Regions from separate parts of the Ovis aries genome. Here region 1 is linked to region 2. Evidence: chromatin contacts called from public Hi-C data. All regions are on one chromosome and are shown on one strand. The core of a region is the stretch at or near the end of the contact, and the rest is flanking DNA. Distances in the headings are between cores, read along the strand shown.

What was found. A called contact is a pair of places that touch in the nucleus more often than the background predicts.
Region 1: a Hi-C map of blood shows a contact between it and region 2, with 3 times the contacts expected there. The contact joins the promoter of INPP5D here to the enhancer-like site in region 2. A contact is called at or near these places in 3 of 16 Hi-C or Micro-C datasets (all in blood).

What each region holds. Positions count from the first base shown.
Region 1 is chr1:7,902,387-7,906,038 of ARS-UI_Ramb_v3.0, forward strand. INPP5D (inositol polyphosphate-5-phosphatase D) reads right to left here and starts at 2,361. Exons shown (of 27, transcript XM_027967486.2): 1 at 2,065-2,361. The coding sequence starts at 2,198.
Region 2 is chr1:7,862,152-7,865,911 of ARS-UI_Ramb_v3.0, forward strand. The region is part of intron 2 of INPP5D (inositol polyphosphate-5-phosphatase D); the gene reads right to left. Among named protein-coding and RNA genes, the nearest start is that of INPP5D, 41 kb to the right of the region's middle. Within about 2 kb of position 2,265, at least 13 of the 54 cell types and tissues checked have an H3K27ac peak or open chromatin away from gene starts, as enhancers often do.

The DNA of each region.
Region 1 (3,652 bases), core at 1,111-3,610, 40 kb after region 2:
ACCAGGGAGGGGAGGGAAGAAGACGCAAAAGAGAGGAACGGGTGCCACACACCCTCTGGGGTCCCAGTTTGCCACCAGCCAGCCCAGCAGCGTGGGGGCTCCCCTGGTGGCCCCCACGCTTAAGAATCCGCCTGTAAAGCAGGAGACCTGGGTTCGATCCCTGGCTCAGAAAGATCCCCTGGAGAAGGGAATGGCAACCCACTCCAGTATTCTTGCCTGGGAAATCCCAGAGGAACCTGACAGGTATACAGTCCATGGGGTCGCAAAGAGTCGGACACCACTGAGCAACTAACACACACACACACAGCAGGGCGGCGTGGACAGAGGCCTCAAGCTCTCTGAGGTCTGCCCACTTGCAAAGTCAGGGGCGGTGGGCCTAGAGGTTTCATGGCTTTTCCTAGCTCTGTCTCTGGCTGGCACAAGGCTCCCAGTTTAGAGTCAGAGACCCACGTTCCAATCTATAGCCTGAGCCTGACCACAGCTCCCTGGTCAAGGGGGTGCTGTGAAGGTTAGTGAGCTGGAGCCTGGAAGCTCCCGAGGTCTCTGCGGGGAGGGGAGAGCTGCACGTGGGCTGAGGGGAGACAGAGCAGGATGTCCCCACTGTCTCTACGCCCTGTCTCTACAGAGGGGCTGTGCCTGTGGGGAAGACTGGGTCTGCTTCCCTTTCCCCCCACCCCGGGTGTGAGAACTGGGGGCTCAAGAAGCTGGCCTCGGGAGGGCGAGGCTCTGATGCAGTCAGACCTTGGGCCAGGTGGCCGGCTAAAAGCCTGGGTTAATTTCTAAACACTCCCAGTTGACCCCGGTAAACACCCTGGCTTCTCTCGCTGCCACTGGAACCCAGGCTCACACCGGCTTGACAGGTACAGGACTGGGGTGGCAGCCATCTGTCTGCCTGGGTGCAGCCTCTGGGGACGGACATTGTTGACTTTGTCATCGCTCGGTTAACTCGTCTGAGCCTCAATTTCCTCATCTGCAAAAGCGGCCAACAAAAGGACCTGCACTTCAGATTTTCACGAGGTTGAAATAGGTTGATACACAGACAAATGCTCAAACTCAACAAGCTCCAAATACAGTCTGTGGTCCATGACCCATTTCCCTCCTGCATGGATGGTGGTAGGGTCTGCCTGCTCAGAGGGACCCTTCCGCAAGCCCAGGGGTGCTACCTCAGCAGTGCAGGTGAACGTGCCCTTCCCCCATCATGCCCGAGGCCCCAGCGGGCATGGTTAGACCGCAGGGTGGCAGAGTGGCAGGGCCAAGGGCCTCTCTCAGACATTGGTGGAGAAGGGTGTTACAAAAAGGAACCGTCAGCAAGTGGCCGGTTCCCCAGTTTTAGGACAACTGGTGCATTCAGCAGCATCCCAGAGCTGGGGGCGGGGGGGGGGCAGTCGACGGTGGCCGACAGGCCTCAAAAGGCGGGGACACGGCTGAGGGCCTTGGACGGGTGAGAAGTGGCTCCTGCTGTAGGTAACATGACTTGCTCTGTTCCCAGGGCCCCAGATACAGCCTCTGATCCTTTCTTGAGCGACTCCCCGTCTTCACAGCTCCCCAGACAACAGCTTCCTCCAAAGGCCCATACTCTGGCACAGGAAGGGTTCCCGCTTCCCACTTCTGTTCTTCCAGGAGGGTTTCCCAACTGGGCATCTTTGACCAACACCTGAACTGACCCAGCTGCTTTCTAACACTCCCACCACCACGGAGCCCTGAGTTTCCGCCCGGCTCACAGGCCCTGGACAACCCGCCCCCCACCCCCTTGGTCCCTGGAACCTCAAGGAAGCCCCTGGCCCTGCTGCTTGCTGGTCGCTGGGGTGTGTGGCCCAGATCCCAGGCTAGCCCTGGAGGGCTCCTGCTCTCAAAACCCCAACTCCAGGGCCAAGCAGGTCCCCCGACGGGCCTCAGCTGGACCCACTAACAAACTTGGGAAGCGCAAGGTCGCTGGACACAGAAACAACCCCAACCCAGGGCAGGGGCCCCAACGTGCCCCGAGCCAGCTTGCCCTGTGCACAAGCGGCACCTCCATCACCTCCGCTGCCAGGCCGGGCCGGGGTGGGCAGGTCGGGTACTCACAGCACACAGAGGGCGTAGGCCCGGGAGATGGACTCGCTGGCACGCACGAGGAAGCTCCCATCCTTGCCCGTCCTGGAGAGCAGCTCCTCTGCCTTGGAGCGGGTGATGTTGCCATGGTTCCAGCAGGGGACCATGGCGGGCGCGGGTGTCCCCGGGGCCGGGCCCGGCGGCCTCACCACTGGACCGGACACCGCGCCGACGGGGGAGCTGGGCGCTCCTGCGCTGGACCCCCGTGGGTTCCCTCTCAGTCGCCCCAGCTGCTGCTGCCGCCGCCACCGCTCACTGGCCGACTTCCTGTTTCAGGCACTCGGCAAGGGAAAGGAAGCTGAGCTGCAGAGAACTTCCTCATTGCAGAGCCCAAGCAAGACAGTCCTCCACCTCCCCCCTCACGGCCTGCTGCCCCTCCCTCTCACCACCACCCCCAGCCCTGCCGTGTCCCCCACCCCCGGCTCCCTTCTTTAATGGGTCTTGGTCCCTGGCATGGGGAATATCAGCTCGAGTCCTCCTAGGGGAATCTATCAGCTCCTCTGGCGTCAGGAGGCTCAGGGCCAGCCTCTGAAGGAGTGAGGCCCAAGGGTTGGCCATTCTGGGACCCATGACCCGATGCCCCGAGTGGGGCTGCCACGCCGAGGACGCCCACCCCAGCCCTCTGCCCTACCCCTGAGCTTTCCACCTCCCTGTCCACTCCCTCTGACATGCCCGCAGGTCGGAGGCTCACAGGGTCGGGCTTCTCAACTGGGGCTGAGGCCTGCCCCACTACCCCCGCCGAGGTGGGTACCAGCCGAGCCCCCTACTCATACTGAGACACACCTGGGCACCTTTCAGCCCTGGGAGCTGGGAAGACCTTGGGCGACACCACCCGGGAGCTCCCCGGGGCCAGCTCTGCAACACTTTTATACCCATTGTGGGGGCCGGCGGGTATGTGGGAGCCCGTGGCAGCCCTTCTCCAGGGCAGCACATGTGCCTGACCCCTGTAGCCCAGCTTAGGGACACGCAGAGGGAGCTGGGAGGACTCTCGGGACATGGACCTTTTGCAGGTTGACACCTCTGGAACTTTCTGGGACACTTGGGACACTCACGCATGTCCCCCTATCCCTGGGGCAAGTTGGCCACCTGGCAAGGATGGCGTTCCTTCCTGAGTCCCACATCTCAGGTAGAGTTGGAGTTGGAGGTAGAGGTGGCCAGGCATGGTTACCTTGGTCCACAGCTCAAAGTGAGGGCTGCCTTTGGGGAGGTGGGGACCACCATCCAGGATCAGCAGGCTCTGAGGGCTCTGAAGTGGGCACCATGCTTGGACCCCAGACGGGGAGCCCTTAGTGCTTGGGTCAGTGCCCCAGGGTGAAGGGGCAGGTGCCGACCTATTGCACAAGACCCCTGGTCCTGTCTCAGCCCTCAGCCAGCCCCGTGACATAACAGAAGAAGCCGCATCCAGGCACCAGGGCCAGGCAAGCCCCAACTCGAATCGGGTCCTCTGCATCCGAGGTGCAGGAGCTGGTCAGTTCCTTCTCCCTCTTGGTCTCGGTTTCCTGTTCTCCACCTGAAGGAGAGCAGCCCCAGAGGAGCTCACGTGTGCCGGGAGCCCCCAGTG
Region 2 (3,760 bases), core at 1,015-3,514:
CAGCTAGGAGCAGACTGGATGTGTATGTAGCAACATGCAAGGGTCCTTTGGAGGAGAGAGTAGAAAAGAGAATGAGGACTCGGGTATCACTCAGCACATTGACAATGCATGCATGCCCAACAGCAGTATGTATTTTGTAAGAACCTATTCAGATACAAAGACACCCACTCAGTGGTTGCCTGTTAAAGGGAGGGTTGTGCAAGCGCACTGTGGGGCTAGGAGGGATTAAAACAGTTTGTGAAGACTCGGCTTTATAGTGAGAAGGCGCTGTGGCTTTGATCACGTAATCTGATTGCAAAAGTTGGGTACTTTGTTGTGGCCTTTCTGATTTGACCTGAACTAATTACCAAAATCTTCTGGGTCTCAGTTTCCTCCTTGGTCAAATGGGAAGGGAAAAGTGGCAAGAGGAAGTAATATTCAGTTAGAAAGCAGTGTGGCCCGAAAGAAAATGCACGAAATCTGAAGCCCGATGTGTGAGTAAAGTAGGCAGGGTGTGAGACCCTAGGGTGAGGTGGGGACTATGGCACGAGGGAGAAATGTCCGCTGAAAGGGACCAGCTTCTGCTGAGCTCCAGTTAGATTCCCAAGAGTTGCCAAAATTTCAAAACATTCAAGGAAAGATTAAAATATAGATTCTTTGATAGCAATCTCATATTTTTAATTCTTGCAGCTAATCTTTTAAAAACAGACCACAACAGTCACAAATTCAGACCTTAGCTCCAACATTCAGTAGCTGTAAGGCCTGGAGAATGGCATTCATCTATCTAAGGCTGAGGCAGTTTTCTGGTTCATGAATGAGGATTCTCAGATCTACTCAGCCAGGTATTAAAATGGGTTTGTATAATAAGTCCAGAACATGGCTCCACTATCATCAAGGGAGTATCTGCTCGGTGTTGAATATGCTAATTAATACAGTATCAACTCCTGCTTTTCAGATGAGTAAGCTGAAGCTCAGAGGAATGAAAAATTAACAAGAGTTAGGTAGGAAAAAATATCTTCTCCAAATGTGATGAAAAGGAATGAGTAAAACTGAATTGAAATAATGTATAAATGAGGGTCTGGGGATTAAATGGGCTCTAAGTAAAGTGGAAGTGATTATTAATCTGTCTGAGCCCTAACAAGTTACAGGAGTCTCTAATTAAGACATCTATGGTTCCAGGCGAACCTGCCCAGTGGCTCTGTGGGTGAAGAATTTGCCTGCAAGGCAGAAGACACAGGAAATGTGGGATTGATCCGTGGGTCAGGAAGATCCCCTGGAGGAAGAAATGGCAACCCACTCCAATATTCTTGCCTGGAGAATCCCAAGGACAGAGGAGCCTGGTGGACTACAGTCCAAACGGTCGCAAAGAGTCAGACGCGATTAAGAGACTGAGTGTGCCGCTTGGTCGCAGGGACTTGCCTTGGTCCAGTGGTTAAGACTGTGCTCCCCATGCAGGGGGCCCGAGTTCTAGCCTTGGTCAGGGAACTAGATCCTGCACACCACAACTGAAAATCCTGATGCCCCAACTAAAGATCCTGCATGCTGCAACTAAGACCTGGTGTAGTTAAAAAAAAAAAAAAAAGAAAGAAAGGAAGAAAAAAAAAAAAGACATCTGTGGTCCCAGAGGCAGCAGACCTCGCTGGGCAATAGCCAGCATGAGTTTATCACGGACCAGGGATGTGCTGAGGCCCACCTGTGCCTATTTGTTCTGGCTCAAAAGCCAATTTTTTTCCGGAATCCCAAGAGCTTGTTGTTAAATGATTCCACTATGGTGGAGGCGCTGGTGAGAGCATTCACGCCACGGAAACTGGCCAACACTGCAGACCAGGGCTTTGCTTTCTTCCCTGGAGAGCCGGCTGTCAAACGTCTGCCAATGCAGGGGGCCCCGTGCCATTTATCACTAGCAAAATCATTCTCTCAGTTCTTAGAGGACTGGCTTCCTGTGCACACGTGCGTGCCTCACCCTCTGCGTGGCCCAGATCTCTGGAAGCGACGCTGGATCAGGAAGAAATACCGTCGACACCAGATGGTTAACGTTTCTTGGTGGGAAAGCAGAGGAGATTACTGCTCAGTGAGGAAAAAAACACTTTGTAATGAAGATGGCAAAGGCACAGATCAAAACAGGAAGCTTTCAGCCTGCCTTGCTGGGGGGGTGGGGGGGGTGGGATCGCCTGAAGCTAGGAGACGCTGAAAAGGAAGAAGAGCAAAGTGTTGTGGTTGGCAGGGCACGGTGACACGTGTGGGCCGTCCAGGCCCCCAGCGGGGCTCACCCTCGACCTCTGGGGGACAGTGGCTCAGGGCAGGCAGACAGGAGTGGATGGGCAGCTCGGGGTAAACATCTGCCCTGCAGAGGAACCGAAAGTCACCGTTTGCAGGCTCCTGATGCTCTGAGGAAGTGACAAAGTCACCCTTCCACCGTGAGACTGAAGCCCTGGGCAGAAAGGGGGAATGCAACGATGCCTGCTTCTATAGAATCCAAGCCTCATTCCAAGGAAGGAAGAGAAGTCCACTGAGAGAGCTCAGTGGTGGGGAAGGACAAAGAGGCAAGGACCGGAAGCTGTGATGCGCACAATGGGCAGGATGGATTCTTTTGTGGTTTGCAGTTGAGTGAGCTTGGCATCCACCCCAGGTGAGATGCTAGATCAGCTTACTGACAGCATGGTTTGTAAGACACACTAAAGCAAGGGGCGACCCTTGGAGCCAGCAGGAGGTCACTGGGAAGAGACCAAGCTGGCTACTGTTAACATAGTAGAAGGTCAATTTATGTTTGCTAGCCTGATGAACTAGATCGTTTCTTGCATCTGACAGAGATTATGGCTCAGTTGCCTACAGAGGCAGGGCAGGTGATATAAACGAGAGGAGATGGCTGGGAGTGAGACAGTAGGGAGGTGGGGACTGTGACATATTAGAGTGAAATGCCTCTGTGAAAGGTGGGAGCTTCCACTCGGCTCCAGGGACATCACACAGGGTCATGTGGGTCTCAGGTTGTCAGCTTCCAAATTTTCTAGGGAAGCTAAAAATTCAGTATTATGTAAAATCTCTGAATTTCCATATTTTAAAATTATTTTTATTGTTATTTATTTATTTATTTTTTTGCCCATGCTGTGTGACTCTCGGGATCTTAGTTCCCCAACCAGGGATTGAACCCAGGCCCTGGCAGTGAAAGCGCTAAATCCTAACCACCAGACCACCAGGGAATTTCCAAAATCTCTGAATTTTAAAAAAATCATAATTAAAAAAAAAATGTCAGGCAAAGAGAGCACCAAATCCAGTGCAGGGGCTGCCAGTTTGTGCTCTCTGGTATAATCTACATAGATTTCAATAAAGTATTTTGTGATCTTCATTGGTGATCTTTTGTTAAGAACCACATGGAGGAATACTGGCTAAGCGGAGAAGACACCAGCGTCAGTCTGGACATAGGTTTCTGCTGCTATTGGGGTCTCCCTTTCATTTACATCAGCAATTTCAATTAGGATCCAGGAAGTAGATTTATTACTGTGAGGCTACCACCAAGCTAGGAGGCATCTCAAATATGCTGGATGACAGACAGAACCAGGTCAAACCAGAGCTCAGTGATCTAGAGCAAGGGGCTGGGGTACAGAGAAGACCCTCCTGGGCACCGACACCGTGGCAATGCTTGTCAGTACCCCATCCACTCTGCCATTCCAGTTTGGGCATTGTTTGGTAGGTCCCTTCTTGGCACTGGCATTTTGGGCCTTTTTTCCCTTTATTGAATTTTTATTTCCTTGTCTTTGTTATGCATCCTCCTTCCAGAGCAGAA